Regions from separate parts of the Gossypium arboreum genome. Here region 1 is linked to region 2. A link is a contact called in public Hi-C data. All regions are on one chromosome and are shown on one strand. Each heading gives the region's core, a stretch centred on a gene start, on an enhancer-like site or on the middle of the called end of the contact. The rest is flanking DNA. Distances are from core to core; before and after follow the strand shown.

Evidence for each region. A called contact is a pair of places that touch in the nucleus more often than the background predicts.
Region 1: a contact with region 2 is called in a Hi-C map of leaf, with 2.0 times the contacts expected there. The contact joins the promoter of LOC108457053 here to the promoter of LOC108454349 in region 2. A contact is called at or near these places in 2 of 5 Hi-C or Micro-C datasets (both in leaf).

What each region holds. Positions count from the first base shown.
Region 1 is chr9:15,605,158-15,608,961 of ASM2569848v2, forward strand. It overlaps LOC108457053 (serine/threonine protein phosphatase 2A 57 kDa regulatory subunit B' theta isoform), which reads right to left and starts at 1,335. Exons shown (of 3, transcript XM_017755865.2): 1 at 663-1,335; 2 at 1-103. LOC108454281 (AUGMIN subunit 6-like) reads right to left here. Exons shown (of 13, transcript XM_017752695.2): 11 at 3,569-3,804; 12 at 2,985-3,461; 13 at 2,569-2,814. The coding sequence ends at 2,774.
Region 2 is chr9:15,454,066-15,457,547 of ASM2569848v2, forward strand. LOC108454349 (probable carboxylesterase 11) reads right to left here and starts at 2,016. Exons shown (of 2, transcript XM_017752780.2): 1 at 608-2,016. The coding sequence starts at 1,413.

The DNA of each region.
Region 1 (3,804 bases), core at 85-2,584, 150 kb after region 2:
GACTCCATCCTCAATAAAATGAGTTATTACTCAAATTCCTCAACAGAGAAGCTTCATTGTTTGCCTTAACAACATCAACCAAACTTCATATGTTGAAAAAAATCTAAAACACATAAAACAAGTCCAAGATAGAGAACATCAATCAACTAAAACAAAAGCCCCAATTAGCAAATAGATGGCAAAGCATGCATCACTTTGAGATATAAACATATAGATAGATAGATAGATAGATAGATAGATAGATAGATAGATAAAGAAACCGTATGCCTAAAACAATAAACAAAAGTACCCAATTTGATCACCCATTAAAGCCATGAAATTCAGCTAAAAGCTTTAATTTTCAGGCTACATAACTTTAAAGAATGAAAAGGGGCAAAGAATTTCCACCAGTGTTCCCCTTGGCTCTATTTTTCCGTAGCTTCCAAAGATTAACAAAAGCATTAAGGTTGACCGAAAGGTAACAAGATCTGGGTTTGATCTTAAAATCCCAAACAGCATTTTCCAACAAAAGCAACCTACAAAATTATCCAAAAGAACATAACCCAAAATAAAACTCTAACTAATATGAAGAAAGAAAAAGGGCTTTGGTGCAAAACCAAGAAAAGGTGAGGAAACAAAAATATGAACAAAAAAAAAAAAGAGGGTAAAATCTGTCTACTTACAAAAGAGATAGTTGAGCTACTCCTTTCTTTCTCACACAGAGAGATAGAGATTTTAGAATTTAAAGAAAAAAAATGAGGGATTTAGGAAAAAGAAGAAAAACATCATCCATGAAACAACCTTTGGCTGTTGTTGGTGGTGTTTTAGTTTTCCTTTTTTTTCTTTTCTTTCTTTTATGGAAAATAATTGTTTAACTTAAACCCATATCTCTATTTTTTTTTATTTTAGTAAAGATTTAATCTTTTTCTAAATCTTCTCAGCAAAATTTCATTTTCAATCTCAAAGCTCACACTTTTTTTTCACTTTTGATTTTCTCCCGGATGAAGATGGAGAATGTTAAAAATGAGAAATACAATAAAAATGATAGTTTAATATTCCCACGCGCTACTCAACTCGAGTGGTAATTTTTAAAGACTTGACAGATCCATTGTTGTCCACGGTTATCATCTAAAGGCCAAAGCTTCCATCTTTTCTTCCGGCTTTAGCACAGTTTTCCGTTCTGGTCGGGCAAAGGACCTCACGTGCACTTTGGCGCGTGCCTTAGAAACTATATTGTATCTTTTCTTTTTGTATTTATCTTTTGTGAGCTGTTTAAAATCATTACAAACTTGAATTATAATCTTAGATAGCTTACAACATTATTACCATTAAAATTTTCTTCAAACCTTTCATTTCCCTTTTATATGTAAAAACCCCAAACTGTTCATCTCACATAGATGAAGGTTTATAAAGATATAATTTATTTAAATTAAGGTATAATAACAAATGCAGCTCCTAGAATTTATATTTTTGTCATTTTGATTCTTTTCTTTTTTGAATCACTTTGGCTTTTAACTTTTAAATTGTAGTTAAATTGTTAAACTTTTAATGGTATTGATGTAGACAATCTACATGTTATATTTTTGAATTTTATGAAGTATACATAGACTATTACAAGGGTTACCATCAATTTTCCCTCCAACAAAAAATAAATTGATTAAATTTTAAAGGTTGAAGGATTAAAATAATAAAAGAATTAAGATAAAAAACAAAAGAAAATGTTAAATTTATCATTATAACTTAATTAGTCTTAAATATCAAATAATTTCATTTTTTTCCTGTACTATAGTTGCAATGAAACCCTTCAATAGTATAATTATTAGTTTAGTTATCAATTGAGATTTTTCTCATTTGATAACTATTGTGATCATAATTATGAAAACATAAATTTAAATACCTTTAAGCATGTTTTTCGAAAATCATAAGTGGAACTAAATATTATATAAAAGGAAAATAAATCCTGGCTTTGACTTGATTTTTTAAACATGTATGAAAAGATAATTTTTTTAAATGTTACGATTAAGTTATCTAAAAGACTTTGTTGAAATACTATTTTAATTCAAAATTTTAATTGAAACAAGTTTTAAATTTTAAAACCAAACTAAAACTTGATTATAATTTAAGAAAATCTAGTATACTTAACCCTTGGAAAGGTATGTATCGCAGGTACTCTTTGTTTTTTTTTTTTAGAAATTAAGGTGTTCACCGCCAATAACAGTGATTAATTCCTTCGCTACAGGTACATTGAAAAGAAGTAATTGCAGGCCCTGAAATGGACAACAACACATTAATCTAAAACTTACAAAGTCAACAAAACTCCTTTGCAAGCAAAGCAATGAACGTCATCTATAACTTTCTGCATACAAAAATTGACAACAACATCTAATGAATTTCGCTTTTAAAACATATCATGATGTTAAAGGATAAGCTAAATAATCTCGATTTACCTTTCATAAATCGAGAAACTTCAACGAGCCATCTTGCCAAAGTACCTGTCAGTACCAAAAGGCTCTTCAACATAATACGCTGAACTAAGAACAGTAATCAAGCTTTACTAATTTAAAAGTAAGATAAAGGAACATGCTTGCATTGTGGGCAAAAATTATATAAATTTTCTTTAAACTTCAGTTGGTTACAAAATAATCGCAATAATCAAGGCTTCATCGTGGATCTGTCTCTCAAAAGTACATGCAAGCATCGTGTTGAACAACAAAGCAATGGGTGAGTGCTGGACATCCAAACCAAGGACCCAAAACCAAAACCATATCCGAATGGAATTGTCCAATCCCTGGTTTCAATGCTCCATCAAAGCAGCTTCTGTTTCTGAAAGTGGAGCTGCACAAAACAAACCTCCAAATCAAATACGACCTCATGAGGAGGTAGAAAACGAACAAAACTCCGCTAAAAAAGTGGAACCATGGTGGCATTAGATTATTACACACTTATAGTACAGCGCCTACATGGAGGCTATATAATAGTATTAGTTTTCAATAAAAACAACATACCGAGCAAATCCTCATAAGTATCGGCTAACAAGGACATGTCCATCAGCAAAGGAGGAGAGAAGACCTGATCTTGAGCATCATCCATGTCAAAAAATGATTGTCCATCAGAAGTTGCAGAACTTGAAGCAGCGGCAGAGAGAAATCCATTTACTTGATCGTAATCATTAAGAGAATCAAGATTGTTCAACGTTTGCGGTAAGTCATCATAGTTATGACTCCCAATTCGACCATTACTGGCATGGCTATCGAGCAAGGAGTTGTCAGTTTGAGTTGAAAATAATCTCTTAGTCTTTATTAAGCTCACTTTATTTTCCGGTCCCCCACAAGAAAAATTAGTTGACGAAACAGGTACGAAGAATTGTTCAGAACTTTCATTAGATTGATTGTCCCGTGATGACTCTAAATTGCAGGATGGCGTTGACAATGCAACTTGCCTAACAGATCTTTTTAAATTCTGAATATAAGAATTGTCACTATCTGCAACATTAAAGGAGTTAAATTACCAATTCTCTTTCAACTAATAAAAGAAGATGCATTAAATCAATAACATGAAGGGAGACAAGTGGAGCATAAAAGAAGCAAACCTTGGGGTGGGTAATCTACATGATTGTTTACAGATGGCTGTTCCACTGAGTTCCTTTCAGAAAAAGTATCAATTTGATTGGTCTGAGGAGCAAATGTATGTTGCTTCTGCCTGTTTCCGCCTTTTCCAGCTGAATTTGGGGTTAGGGGAGCTCGCTTTTGCATGGCTCCACCTTTTCCAGATGAATTCGGGGTTAAACTAAACAATTGTGGAAGCTTTAAAGCAGGAGGACTAGCT
Region 2 (3,482 bases), core at 766-3,265:
TAATTGAGTTGCAGTTTCTAGCCCATATGGTAAACCTAATGGATCTATAAACCGAACTACAACCAGTGCACATAATATCTCCAGCCAAAAACACATCAATAGCAGAAAATCTAACCCCAAAACAACAAACAAACAAAATTTAACAGTATCAACATTCATGGTGGGATCAAATTGAACTTAACTAACCCTACACGTTCAACCAATTCAGATTAAAATTTTACCCACATTGCATCTACCGACACTGAACGAATTTAAGCTTATAAGTCAAACTTTTATGATCAAAGTTGCAGTTTCTACCTCATATCGTGAACCTAATCGACCTATAAACTAAACTACAAGCAATGCATATAACATCTCCAGCCAAAAACACATCAATAGCTGAAAATCTAACAAAAACATCAAACAAAAGTGAAGATCACAGCATCCCATTCATACTAGGATAAAATTGAACTTAACTAACCCCTTTATTTTCAATCAAATAAATTCATTTACAAAAACAAATACAAATACAAAAAGATAATAAAAAATAATAAAATAAGAAGAAGAAGAAGAAGAAGAAGAAGAAGATGATCGAAACATTGAATGGTTAAAATGAAGAAATAAGAACCTTGATGGATCACCATGAGCTGCCAACCACGGCTCAACCATGGAAGCCCCAAATGCATCCACAATATGTCTTTGAACTTCGGCCTTGGTAAACTCTGCTCCAACCCCACGAGCCCCACTCCCCATTGACTTACAACACTCGGCTAAATTCGCTTGCTTCCCTAACCAATTCAAGACCTTCAATCCATCGTCAAAAGCCGCCGGATACTTATTCTCCGGCGCCAACCTATAACCAACGGCCACAACTATAACATCACACAATTTCGCTATCCTCCGACAAAAGAAATCGTTGGCGACCGACTCATTGCTCCCACTAACCCAACCCCCGCCGTGAAACTGTAACATTATCGGCAATTTTCGACATTTTTGAGGTTGTGGTGAATAACCTCGATAAACATTATTGTCGGATCTTGAATTTAACCCATCAAGACTGCTTCTTCTCGAATCATTTCTCGGGGTCCCGGTATCAGAAGGAGCATAGCTGTTCCTCCGGTGATTAATGGAATTGGGGTCTAATAGGGAGGATCTGAGGTGGGATTTGGGGTGGGATTGTTCGGGAGGGGAAAGAGACGATTCGGGGAGGAAGATCCGAATACAGAGGGCAGTAAACGGGTCAATGTGAATGTCTTTAGTGGCGACACCGTCGGTGAAACAAGGATTGGGAGCGGAAACGGATTCTTCGGGTCGGGTCGTGACACCGTAAGGATTGGAGGATTCGTCAATAGGATCTTGAATCCAGCTTTGCAAACGCTGCTTCAAGAGGAACTTGAAGAATACACTATATAATTTTACAGCTACGCTTGGCATTTCCCTTAAAAAAAATTTTCTAATTTTTACAACAAAAACAAAAGTTCTTTTTAATGTTTTTCGTCGAAAACAAATTCTGGGTATTGATCTTTTCAACGTTTTTTGTTGATGAATTTGCAGAGCCCCGAAATAAATGAAGATGATGCTTTTCCCTTCCCTTTTTTTTTTTTTCTTTCCAATTCTGAGGTTTTTTTCTTCCTTTTTTTATTTTTTATTTTTCCTGTTTTTGGGTTTTTTAAGGTTGAGATAAATTCAAGGTTTTTGGAAGGGGAAAGAAAAGTATGAAACTGTGAAATGGGTTAATTATAGGTTGAAATTTGACATGGGAATTGGGTGATTAGGGTTTATAAAAACTGGGAAATTATGCTTGAAATCTGATACCATATATTTCAATGGCAGACCAAATGGAAGTGTAGAATGAAAGAAAGAAAAGAAAAGAAAAGAAAAGGGAAGGGAAGAAGAGGGCCCTTGGTTGGATGATAGGTTACAATAAGATCATGCAACCAGCAACTTTAATAAGATGTTCTTTTTTATTTGCTTTTAATGATAGGCTGTTAAACTATGAGGTTATTTTAGTGATAAAAATGTTGGAAAATGGGATTAATATACTTTATATATTATATATAGCCTAATGACTTAATTAACCTCTCAAGTGAGAGGTACGAGAATTAGAAAGGTAGATCTAGAATTTGGGCAAGACAAATTAATTGCAAAGTTGATAACTTCTATTGGGAAATGTTACATTTTGAAGTCCCTATCATTGTGTTTAAATAAATTCTAAGTCCTTCCATACCAAAAAAAAAAAAAACATAAAACATATATTTAAAGCCTTTATTTCATCATACCTTTTATATTATGATTTAGAATTTTAATTTTATTCTTAAATTTAAAAAACTATAATTGAATGTTTAAATTATCATTTGTATCAATTAAATTCCTAATAAAAGTATTATAAATGTCTCTGTACTAATAGTCAAATTTTATTTTGGTCATTTTATTAAAAAAAAGTAAATTAATCTATATATATTAAACCAAAGAACAAATTAGTTTTTTCAATTAAAATTTTCATCCATTTTCTAAAGTTAAAATTAGCATGATTAACGAAATAACTAAACAATTATACATGACATGCCACATATACCTCATGTCGACGTATAAGGACCAGATTTTTAACAATAGAAATAGATAAAATTTTTAATGTAATAATCAATTTACTTTTTGTTAGAATTAAATGACCCAAATTCTTATTTAAATAAAATACGATGGAAAATAAAATAAAAGTAAAATCCATATAGAACTAGACTTCTTTTATTTTATTTTAGAATAAGGTTTTAAACCTTATTAAACTCCATCTATTTTATATTGATTAGGATAAGGTGTTTTAATCCTACTAGAATATGGCTTTGCAAGCCTATAAATAGACATAGTCTATTCCTCTTGTATTTGAGTAAAAATTTTTCGACATAGTGAATTTTCTTCTCCTCTGCCTCGTGGTTTTTTTCCGAAAGGGTTTCCACGTAAAATTTATGTGTTCTTTATTTTATTTATTTTATTCTATTTTATTTTTCACAAATTGGTATCGAGCTTAGGGTTATTCATCTCGATCACGGTAATGGCGTCTTTGAAGTATGAAATTCATTGTTGGATCGCAACACCGATTTGCGTTGTGGCAAATTAAGATGCAAGCGCTTCTTGCAGATGGATCTAGAGGATGCCCTGCTAGGATAGATAAGATGCCTTCGACATTAACAGATGAAGAGAAGAAGCGTAAGGATCGAAAGGCATTAACACAATTACATCTACATTTGTCCAACGAAATTTTGCGGGATGTGATGAAAGAGAAAGCTGCCACGCATTATGGAAGAGGCTAGAACAAATATGTATGTCGAAAACTCTAACAAGCAAGTTGCATATGAAGCGGCGTCTTTATGCTCATCGTTTGGAGGAAGGTGCGTCGTACACGAACACTTAACAAAGTGTTTAAAGAAATTCTCTCAAACTTGGAGGCCATGGAGGTTCACATGATAAGGAAGATCTAGGGTTGATTCTACTTTGTTCGTTGCCCCGTC